2 separate regions of the Rattus norvegicus genome follow, and region 1 is linked to region 2. Evidence: chromatin contacts called from public Hi-C data. All regions are on one chromosome and are shown on one strand. The core of a region is the stretch at or near the end of the contact, and the rest is flanking DNA. Distances in the headings are between cores, read along the strand shown. Region 1 has its middle 52 kb from the start of Tmsb10l3. Region 2 has its middle 40 kb from the start of Myo1b.

The links. Hi-C and Micro-C count contacts between places; a contact is called where the count stands out from the background.
Region 1: a Hi-C map of kidney shows a contact between it and region 2, with 7 times the contacts expected there. The contact joins two enhancer-like sites. A contact is called at or near these places in 10 of 12 Hi-C or Micro-C datasets (the A7r5 cell line, Schwann cells, frontal cortex and 5 more).

The regions. Positions count from the first base shown.
Region 1 is chr9:57,412,120-57,418,162 of GRCr8, forward strand. No RefSeq gene overlaps it. Among named protein-coding and RNA genes, the nearest start is that of Tmsb10l3, 52 kb to the right of the region's middle. Within about 2 kb of position 2,007, at least 7 of the 93 cell types and tissues checked have an H3K27ac peak or open chromatin away from gene starts, as enhancers often do.
Region 2 is chr9:57,139,188-57,145,164 of GRCr8, forward strand. No RefSeq gene overlaps it. Among named protein-coding and RNA genes, the nearest start is that of Myo1b, 40 kb to the right of the region's middle. Within about 2 kb of position 4,389, at least 4 of the 93 cell types and tissues checked have an H3K27ac peak or open chromatin away from gene starts, as enhancers often do.

The DNA.
Region 1 (6,043 bases), core at 757-3,256, 270 kb after region 2:
GTCTAATTTAACCTCTTATAGTACTAGTGTGTGCTATTATTACACAGTAAAACTCGAAAATGTATACAGGAAGAAGAAAGAGACACGAGTGGTGTGGAACAAGGGGGGACGGGTTAGCCTCATCTGTGCTGTTATTTCATAAAAAACAAAAGTAAGCATGGCAAAAATGTTGACAATATATTAAACCCAGAAGCTCCCAGAAGCATGCATTATTTGCTATACTGCCCACTGTGTTTGGTATATTTAATAAATAATGTTTATACTTCTGTAGTTATTCATATGAAAAATGTTATCATTTTAATCACTTAGCGATATCACCCATTGATATCAAGAATATCCACTTTGTTGGGGGTGCTGTCACTATTACCCATCTTTAGAATGCTTTCTCTTTGCCCAGACTGAAATTTTCTCTACTAGACAGTAACACTCCAGGCTTTCGCCATGCCCGACTCCAGTAACCATCATATACTTCCTGACTCTAAGACATGATCGCTCTAGGTGCTACTATGTGGAAGTGGATCATATTTGTCCTTTGGTAAACTGCCACATTCACTTAGCGTTACATCCGTTAGGGCCATCAGAACTCTAGCATATTTCACACTTCCTTCTGTTTCCTTTTTTTTCCTTTTTTATTGGATGTTTTATTTATTTACACTTCAAATGTTTATCCCCTTTTCTGGTTTCCCCTCTGGAAACCCCCATTGCATCCTTCTTCCCCTGCTTCTGTGAGGGTGGTCCCCACCCCACTCCCACCTCCCTGTCCTGGCATCCCCCTACACTGGGGAATCAAGCTTTCAGAGAACCAAAGGCCTATCCTTCTACTGATGCCGGCAAGGCCATCCTCTGCCACATATGCAGCTGGAGCCATGGGTCCCTCCATGTGTACCCTTCAGTTGGTGGTTTAGTCCTTGGGAACTCTGGGGAGTCTGGTTGGTTAGTATTGTTCTTCCTATGGGGTTGCAAACCCCTTCAGCTCCTTCAGTCCTTTCTCTAACTCCTCCATTGGGGATCCCATGCTTAGTCCAATGGTTGGCTGCGAGCATCTACCTCTATATTTGTCATGCTTGGCAGAGCCTCTCAGGAGACATCCGTATCAGGCTCCTGTCAGCAAGCACTTCTTGGCATCAGCAATAGTGACTAGGTTGGGTGTCTGTACATGGGATGGATCCCCAGGTCTGGATAGCCTTTCCTTCAGTTTCTGCTCCACACTTTGTCTCCGTATTTCCTTTAGACAGGAGCAATTCTGGGTTAAAAATTTGCAGATGAGTGGGTGACCCCATCCCCCAACCCTCGCCTAACCTCTGGATGTTTTCAGACTTCCTTCTGCTTTAAAGCCAAATAATATCTAATTGAACATAAACATCAAATCTTGTTTATCCGTTCAGTGGAGAATGGGAAACTTGATTTGCTTATACCATTTGGCAATTGAGACATCGGAATATTTTACACTGAATTTAAGCACATTTTACACTGAAATTAAGAATTAATAACACGGAAGTTATAAATAGAAAAGAGCAAATATTAAAAAGGTACTATTTGGTTAGATGAAGGAAAACTTGGGCTAGGGAGACAGCTGCAGACCTGAATTCAGTTTACAGAACTTTTGTGCCAAAGGCCAGCATGGCAGTATACCATTGTATCTTAGCAGTGAAGGGAAGACAGGCAGGTCCCTGGGGCTTACTGGCAGCTGGCCTAGTTGAATGGATGACCTTGACTTAAAGATAAAAATGGACGGTGTCCCAAGGAGTGACATTTGAGTTTCACCTCTGGCCTCTATATGCACGGGGACTCCTACATGCACACACACACACACACACACACACACACACACACACACACACACACACACACACTTTTACCATATACTAAGTAGAATTTTCTTCGTACACTCAAGAATAAGCAGCGCGTGTTAATATCGTTCGTCCTTTGTCATTCACGGGACACAGCAGCAGGAGCCATTTCTCCCATCCTGCCATTGGCAGCGCTGCCTGCGGGTGGCAGCTGCCCTCTGCCTCTCCTTATGCTGCCGCGGCTGCCACTCAGCACAATGCTCTGGCTCAAGCCTAACAGTTTCCTTCTGCTTGAAGCTGACAGAAGCCAAGAAAGAAATCAGTCTTGGGCGATTGGCAGGTAGTTAAGTACTGGAGCTGAGAAGAAGGGTTTTGAGGCCGGAAAGTTGTCTGTAGCAGAGGCAACTCCAGCCCCACCCAGTTCCTGCTTGCAACCCTCCTGTCTCCTGGGCACCATGCCTCGCCACTACTGCTTGTCTGAATGTTTCCAGATGCTGGTCTTCCAGGGCTTCTCAGAGGGTCTGAGAGGATCTGGCCTCTCTATCCTACCACCGTTACACAGATTCATGCTATAATACAGTGCAAATGATAGTGACTTGTCCGGTTAATCCGCAAGTATAAGGCTGGGGATCTAAACCCCTGAGCAGCTCTGTGGAAAGCCCCTTTAGAAACTGGCTGTATCCAGTTAGGAAACAGAAAAACAGAAACCCTGTCCTAAAGAGACTGGCAGATGATCATGTGTGAATGGAGAGGAAGATTCTTATTCACAAATATTCAAACCAGCTAATTCATCTCTCTCTCTCTCTCTCTCTCTCTCTCTCTCTCTCTCTCTCTCTCTCTCCCCCCTCCCCCCCGTGTGTGTGTGTGTGTGTGTGTGTGTGTGTGTGTGTGTGTGTGTGTGTGTGCAACCCATTGCTGGTTTCTCTTTCATTGCCTGAATGGTGACTTAGATACATCTAGACTCCTAAGGTTCCTTAGGGCACAATCAGAAAATTTCTGATTCGTTTAATTCTAAGGATACTCTTTAATTATAAGGATACTGTTAACATCCCTATATAGGTTGGAGCACTTGCCTAACATACATGACGTCCTAGGTTCAATCCCCAGAGACAGAACATGTCTGTAATCTCAGCATTTGGTGAAAACGTGCCTCAGAAAGGAAGTGGCTTAGTGTGAACAGTTCCTTCTGAGGGCACAGCCATAGTGACTTTCTGGTATGGTCTCCATGGCAGTAACACAAAAAACAAAGTTTCATGGTGACCACAGACTAACTCAAGTGTTGAGGAGGCTAATGCTGGCACAGAGAAATAGCACAAGCCATCGCTGTTGGAGAAGCAGGTCAAACACGTAAGCTGAACTTTAACCATTTCTCCTGGGGATGGTATGAATACTATGTTGTAAAGGGACTCTTAAAGACCAACCTTAAAAAGTCTTTGGGAATTTCAAGAAGGTTTGGGGTAGAATCTTGTTTTATTTCTGTAAATATTTTATATCAATTTTTCCTTTCCCAGTCCTGCTCCGGGAATGACGACTCAATATTTATTAATAAAGGCCAAGGCCATAAGCTTTGGCTCATTGACTAGCTCACAGCTTAACCATTTAAACTATCCTGTGTCTACCGTGTGGTTAGTTACCTCTCCTTCAGACCCTGCCTCCTTTTTTCTTTGTGTCTCCACAGTGTTTCCCCGCTGGTTTATGTCTGACTCCTCAGTCTGGGTCTATCCCTCCAACATTCTGCTGAATCACTATCTTATATCCTCAAATATTTCCAAGAATCCTCTGTCAGCACCCCACCTGTTTCTTGGCTCGGCTCATGGTCCATGGGCTTTTTTATTGACCGGTGCTGCTCTCTACATAGCACTGTTTGGCTTCCCTACGAAAATTCAGCATGAGCCTGACTCCCCCTTGTGGAGTAAGTTTCATGGCTTGCTACAGTTTTCCACAGAGGAAAGAGAAGCTTCAGAGGCCCATACCATGTCTGTTACCCCATTGTCTTTCTTGGCCCAAGAACAGAAAGTACAAACTGCCCCCCAAAAACTGTGTTACTTTTTTGAATTGTACAGGTCCTTTGAATTAACCTTGTCTTCCAGCAATTTGTAAAACTAAAGCTCTGCCCGTCAGATTTAGTGCCTAAGGACTTGGGAGGCAGAGGCAGGGGGGATCTCTATTAATTCTAGGCCAGCCTGATCTACAGAGCGAGTTCAAGGACTACCTTGACACAGAGAAACCCTATCTCAAACTCTGTGCCCTCACCCCAAAGAAGAGATAGAATGATGTTACAAAGATTCAACTGTTTGTGTTAGCGTTATTTCCATCTCTACTTTATGTTTAAGGAAAGGCTATGGCGGAACTGAGTTTGCGTCACTGTGACCATGTTCTCTGTAGAGTTCTTAGCCATGATGACACATACCACAGTACTCCATGCTTATTGATCACTTCCCTCTTGCCAAGCATTGAGCCAAACACCTCTGCTACACTGCCTTTCTAACTCTTGACAACAGACTTACTAGTCTTATGTTTACTGGGATATTGAGGCTTAAAGAGTTTAGGTAACTGGCTTAAGGTCACACAATAAGTTGCTGAAGCTTTAGTGGAATTAATGCCAATGATCCAAAAGAGGGACTTAAAACCGATGAATAACAGAATGCGTATTAACTTGATTTAAAATTTAAAAATTTTGATCTTCTGTAAGAGTTTTAAAGGAGAGTGTACCAATTTCTTTCAAACACTTCTTCCTGGGGCAGACTCCTAAAGACCCAGAAAGTAAAAGAAACTGACAAGGTGCTAGGAAGCTTCTGAAATTTACAAGACTTAGGTCTCTCCCCAAGGTTAAGTAAGGGGGAACTCAGCGAGGGACAGGGGAAGATTAGCTGAGCTATCCTGCAGGGAGCTGCGGGGAAGCAGCTTTCATGACCTGTCACTAGTGAGCAAGGTGGGCTTTTTGGTGACTCGGCTGCCTTGGAGTCAGTAACCTCTCACCCACACTCCTACAAGAATCCCAGTAAATTCACTGGCCCACCAAGCCAGACTTCTGTAGAATTGTTTCTTTGATCTGTTTATTGGTGCCTAGTTTTGGGTGAGTAGATTTTAGTCAGGTCTCTCCAGGAAAAGTCACACAACAATCAACTTGTATTAAAAAAAAAAACAACCCAACATGGATAGGTCGTGTTTTTATAGGTATTTGGAAGCCAGAGTTTCATACATGGAGCATTTTCAGTTAGTGATAAAAGGCTATCATTTCATGCTACAAAAGGGCAGCTGTCAGTGGCTCTACTGACACTCTAGCCACATCGATCTCATCAATTTCTAGTTGGTGGTAAGACCTGTCAATCACTGGCATGAACTTGAGGTGACAACTGTGCCTTGCTTAGCTGGAAACCTCTATGGTTGGACAGCAGGAAAAGCAAGAAAATGAAGGTGCTTCTAGAGCCAGTCAGTCCTTTGAGTACTCATTGAGCACCATGTCGATGCTATTGTTATAAAATGTCATTCCGCTATTGTTGACATGAACTTAGGTCTGTACACAAGAGAGACAATATATGGGCATGGCTAGTGACTTCCCTAAAATTGTTGGCTCATGATTACCTTGGTGATTCTTCCCCTCATGAGGATGAAGGAGAGCTAACCCTGTGATTACACTACCTATCACCCCTGTAGCATCTTTGTTCAGAGATTGGTTGGCATAATGGAGGAAAAAACCATAGAGGTCAGTACTGATTTTTCTAAGCAAAATTGCTGTTAGTTGCCAGGAACAGAACATGAGCCTGGAGCCATGCTAGAGAAGCTGGTGAGTGGGGCAAGGCACCTTTAAGCACTTGAATAAAAAGTACAGCTCCAGAGAAAATGGCCAACACTGACTTATAGTAAATAGAATGTTCAGAGGGGTTCCATTTTGTCACTGGACTTGAATATAACATTCCAGGATGCTTCTGGCATAAGAAACCCAAACTCCAAACTTACAGTCTCAAAAGACTGCTGCTTCTCATTAGGTATAAATATGAAGAAACATCAGCAGCAGAAAATAAGGTTTTTCCTTTTTATTTATTTATTTTTATTCTTTTCATTTAAGAACGAAGAGCCATCAGCTGCATATGTAGCAGAGGACGGCCTTGTTGGGCACCAATGGGAGGAGAAGCCCTGCATCCTGACAAGGCTGGACCCCACCTCCCCCAGTGTAGGGGAATGTCAGAACAGGGAGGTGGGAAGGGGTGGGTGGATGGGTGGAGGAGCACCTTTATAGAAGAAGGGGGATG
Region 2 (5,977 bases), core at 3,139-5,638:
AGACTCCTGGCTGAACCATCACTGAGACTCCTCTCTGCTATCCTGCAGTTGCCTGGAATCATGGAGATCCTGTGATTACCTTCCTACAACTCTCTCCTACCAAAGGCTACCAAAGGCACGGCCTTGTGGAAGAGGTGAGGGCATGACCAGCTTTCCCAAGTGCTGTGGCCTTTGGGGTAGGGTGAGCTCAGCACCTCAGACAGCAACACGGCTTCAGGCGTGACAGCCCAGACGACAAGCATCCCCACAGCTTTTGGTGGTAATAGGACATTGTATGACCTCAGGCCACTGACATCTGCCTGTTCCTCAGCACCAGGGGATCTCACCTCACCCTGAGGTGAGGCACGTGGGTGTCTCTTCTCTCCCATCACATGCTTGCTCTCCAGAGTGGCGCCTGCCTGACCTGCACTGTGCTGCCCTTCTCCCCAGTTCTGTATTCTGTTTTCTAATGGCAGTCAGAACCCAAGTCCAATGCCAGTTACTGTGTCATTTTTGTCAGAAGCATAAATTTAGTTATATTATTAAAAATAAGTATGCAATTAAAATGTGAAAAATATTTTGGTGTATCTATGTACTAACCAATTAAAGTAGTAAATACCCGGATGACTAATCCAATCCCATACTCCAAAGGCCTTTTCAAATAAATTGAAATTTTTCTACATGCATTTCTCTTTGATTGCATGCAATACTGAAAACCCGAATTGCTCAGCAATGCATAATCTTTGCTACATTTCACAACTGTGGGGCTGGTGTGTGACTTTTTTCTCTATTATCAGTCATTTCTTCCATGTGTTATAAAACACATTCCTGGGATGGAGTTGGGGAAGGCCCCAGGGAATCTATGGGGGTGACTCTTGCTGAGATTCCTAGCAGTCGGGGATATAAATCCCAAAGTGACCACTTCCTGTAGCCAGGCAGGACTCCCAGTGGAGGGATAAGGACGGCAGACCACCCACAAACCCTTCTACCCAAAATGTGTGCTGCCTACAAGATGTGCAAGGACAAAGACGCAGCCAAGACTGAGGGGATGGCCAACCAATGACCCAACTCGAGTTCCACCCCACAGGCAAGAACCAGTCCCTGACGCTATTAATAAATACTCTGCTATCCTCGCAGACGGGAGTCTAGTATAACTGTCCTCTGAAAGCTCCACCCAGCAGTCCTGTGGAAGAGTTGGAGGGAGGATTAAGATACCCAAAAGGGGATAAGAATGCCACAAGAAGACAGACAGAGTAAACTAACCTTGAGCCCTTGGGGGCTCCCAAAGACTGAACCACCAACCAAAGAGCAAGCCTGGGCTGGAGTTAGGCTCCCTGCACATATGTAGCCGATGGTGCAGCTTGGTCTTTATGTGGGTCCCCCAACAACTGGTGCGGGGGGCTGTACCTGAATCTGTTTCCTGCCTGTGGATTCCGTTCCCTTAACCGAGCTGCTTTTGCCGCCTCAGTAGAAGAGAATGCACCTAGTCCTAGTGGCTTGATGTGCCAGGATAGGGAGATAACCAGAAGAGGCCTCCTCCTCCTCAGTGGAGGGGGAGGGGGACTGCATGAGATGGCACTAGGAGGGGAGTTGACATTGGGGTGTAAAGGAAGTAAGTTAATCAATGAAAAGAAAAAGACTGTAGTAGAATGTTAGTTCATTAGAAATAAAGACTAAGACTTAATAATCTCAAACACTTAGCACCTAGCACTATGGTTGTCAAATCTAGGGCTTAGTAAATCATTGCATAAATAATGGAGCCGGCCCTAAGTCTGTTGCTTTCACTTCAACTGCTAAGTCTAGTCATGCAGGCGCCACACTGTTCTCCAAATGAGGGCCGCAAAGGTCACTGTCTGCAGCTCGTGCCAACTTCTCGGCTGAAGCCCATGGTGTGCAGGTGTACACTGAATTCGGAGTAAGGCTTCATAGTCTCTCCTTTTCAGAACCCTATCTGCTTGCCTCCGGTCTCTTCTTCAGTCTCCCTTGGTTGCTGCCCAAAGCTGTCCGAAAGCTTCTGGAAGCAATGGATAACAGGCCCCATTAGTTTTGCAGGGGTCTCTGCTCAGGAGTAAATTCAAATAATAGTCTCTCAGTTCCTCTTTAAGAGCCCAGGGGCTTTTGTCTCTCTAGCCGCTCCTCTCTGTAATGCATCTGCCTGTCTGGCATGGGCCACTCTCCACCAGCAGAACTGAATTTCAACCGGCTGCATTACTGAGGCGTCTGAGTGAGGTGGTGGCCATCAAGCAATTTGAGCAGAGAAAGGCTATGCTTGTTGAAGTTCATTTCTCTTGTGTTTGTAGAGTCTCGACTTCTCCGTGTCATACAGGACCTAAGGTACTGGAGGCCCAACACTGAGAAAGCTTTGATGTTGAGGCGCTCCTTTAGATAAAAGATTAGTAAACAAAAATGAGCATTTAGTGCAATGCGTGTGTGCATGTGCATGCATAATGTGTGCATGAATGTGTGAATACATGTGCATATTATGTGTGTGCATATTGCATGTGCACCCACATGTGTGTGTATGTGTGTATGTGTGTGTATGTGTGTGAGTGTGCGTGTGTGTGTATGCGTGTGTGTGAGTGTGCGTGTGTGTGAGTGTGCGTGTGTGTGTGAGTGTGCGTGTGTGTGAGTGTGCGTGTGTGTGAGTGTGTGTGTGTGTGTGAGTGTGCGTGTGTGTGAGTGTGCGTGTGTGTGAGTGTGCGTGTGTGTGAGTGTGCGTGTGTGTGAGTGTGCGTGTGTGTGTGAGTGTGCGTGTGTGTGAGTGTGCGTGTGAGTGTGTGTGTGTGTGTGAGTGTGCGTGTGTGTGTGTGAGTGTACGTGTGTGTGTGTGTAACAGATTGGAAACTGGAAGCTAAAGGAGGAATTCTGCCCGTGAGAAGTACAGTGTATCAGAGAGAAGGAGATGTGTGGGCTGAGCCTTCAAGGGTTCAGAAGAGTTCACCAAGTGGAGGAGGGCAGAGAGCTCAGGAGGAAGACGTCCCAAAGCTGTGGCAGACAACTGAGAGAACCATATAAAATAGGAAATATTTGTCTTTGGCTTCGCGTAGCTGAGGTTTTGGTCTGCAGGCAGTTGGCCCGGTGGCTTTGACCCTAAGTGAGGCCACGCATGGTGGGAGGGAGGGTGTGATGGGGCAAAGCCACTCAGCTCACGTTGGCAGAGAAATGCAGAGACCAGAGGACTGTGAGCAAATGCACCCTCTGAGCGCATAGCGACACACTTCTTCCACATCATCTCCTGGTTTTCCCTTCCTGATAATTCTAGGATGCAGGAATATATCAACGAATTCACCATTAATTAGGCCAGAGTCTCATGACCCAATTTGTCCCCTAAATTACAACCTCTGAGTATCACACATGTGTTTTGAGGGTATATTTCATTTCCAAACCACGATCACATACAAAAGCATGGAAAACAGAAAATTATGGTTTGCATAGGAGGGGAGTTATGAGAAGAAATTGGTAGAAAAAAATAAGAGTCTGCACTTTTTTAATTAAAGAAAAATTGTTACATATTTATTTATTTTGTTTGGGTGTGGTGACACATGCCACAGCATGTATGTAGAGGTGAGAGAACTCAGGTGGCAGGTTTGGAAGTGAGTACTTTTCCCAGCTGAGCCATTTCACTGGACCAAGTCTGAACTTCTGATGATCTGCTAAGAAATATAGACATCTTCCCACAAGCCTGAGTCCCTAAACCTCAGCTGTAGTCTTAATTTCACACTAATGCCAGGCCTATTCGATTTTTTTTATGATTATTTATTTATTATATATAAGTACACTGTCGCTGTCTTCAGACACACCAGAAGAGGGCATTGGATCCCATTACAGATGGTTGTGAGCCACCATGTGGTTGTTGGGATTTGAACTCAGGACCTCTGGAAGAGCAGTCAAGTGCTCTTAACCGCTGAGCCATCTCTCCAGCCCCTATTCAGTGGTTTTTACTAATTTTTTTCTTTAAATCAACTTTAACTTGTCTTACTTAAAAAATGTTATTGTATAATAATGCATTGTTATATATAAATGAAGTTAAGTAGAGAGTATGACAAGGAATACTTGACCCTCCAACGTAAGAAGTAAAGCATTGTGGTTACGCTTCTGAACACAGCCTCCCCAGTTCACGTGCTCTGTTTATATGCTGCTTCCTGGATCATCTCCCTCCCTCCCTAAGCTGTTCTCATTAGCCTTGCTTTCAATTCCTAATTCTGCTACTTTTCGAAGAATTATCAACTCTCTGTGTGCATACACAGGCTTGCCACGATTTTAGTATATCTTGAATGTGTCCTCTACAGACTCTCCTGTTGCTTAGTGCTGTGGTACTGAGCCAGTGGTCCTGTGAGAGAGTGCGATTCTCGGATCAGAGCCTGCCCTTCACAGTGGACAAGGATCATCTCCAGGGTGAGAGCTTACAAGAACATGCTGTTCTAAAAATAGTCAGAATGATCCCCTTTCCCAACCCTGTCTTCCTGTCCTGCCATGGAATCCCTGGCGCTGGCACATGTTCTGACTTGAATGCCATCCACTATGTGTAGCCACCACTAAAGGGGCTCTCAACAGAGGCCAGACAGACAGGACCCCTGATTTTAGACGTTCAGCTTCCAAAACTGTACAGTCCCCCTGCTCCGGCTTTTAAAAATAAAGTATCAACTTGAGGCACTTGGTTGCAGTAACTTTGTAATAACTTTCTTGTGGTATCCGTACACTGTTAACCTTTGGGTTTGGGCTTTAGATGCTGATTCCTAGCAGAAAGGTCTCTACATACCTGCAGATGATTGTCATGGTCTCAGAAGACAGTGAGGACCTAGTTTAGAGAAGTCGGAAGAGGAAAGGATAAAATACAGACAGCCATTTTAAGGTAGAATTGCTGAAACTAAGGGACTATTGAAAAAAGTATATTTTATGAAATCAGATCTTCTTTAGAAATTGGCACTGTACAAAACTTCTAATATTAAAAACATCAAAATCTTACTTTGTATTGTGATAGTTAAGGTCATGGCTCCCTAGATTTGGGGGAACAAGGAAAATCAAAGCCATGGGCTTTCATCCTGAGAAGTGTGTTTCATGCCTTTTAAAGGTAAGAAAATGCTGTTGTCTGTGCTGCAGTGTCTTTACGGTGTGGTACCTTACAATCTTACCAGGTATCAGATAGATAATATGCAGATCTTGGCTGTTTAACTCTAAGATAAGTCTTTCTCTCTAGGCCTTAATTTGTTAAATTTGCCTTTTGAATTTCCCCACACCCAGCTTTGTTTTCAAACACAAATCTCGTGGTCTTTTTTGCAAACAGTCTATACAATGTGACTATTATTTTCAGAGTATCTTTTCTCGGGAAGCCCTGAAGATGCGGCTGATGTTTACAAACTGTAGTTAATTTAAGGCTATCCACACTAAGGGAGTTTTTAACGTTAAAATAACGGGTTGGATTAGCCAATTTTATTGAGACTAAAGTAATTAACTTGTAATTTGTGGTTGGCTTTAAAAAGTCACCCACTGGAAGGAATATGGCCTGGGTACTCCCCAAATCTTCACGCCAGCTCTGACTGGGAAATTTGAGCAAAATAAAATGGTTTGGAAGAAGTAGTTTCCATCCAGAAAGCCATTTGTGCCACAGCAATTACCCTTGCAAAACGGTTGGACCTGCTAGATCAGAAAGCAGCCATACAGCAGGAACTTAAAAATAAAAACATATAGTGATCCCTTATGAAAATGCCAGCAGAATGTAACAATTGCCTTATTAATGATAGAGTCAATATCTTCCTGTGTTCTTCACAATTCAGTCAAACAATTCCTCTAGTTAAAACTGGCTGTTCACCAAAGTGGCAGATTGAAAAGCCCAGTCACTGGGAGATAAAATGCCTTAGATAAGTCAGCAGCGTTCACTGGTGGTGACGTTCCAGTAGATCTCAGGGCTGCTGCACGCCAGTACTTGGCTGTGGGCCCTTAGCCTATCCAATCCAATTAGAGTCACATTTCTTTAGTCCATTATAGAGAAATACTGGAC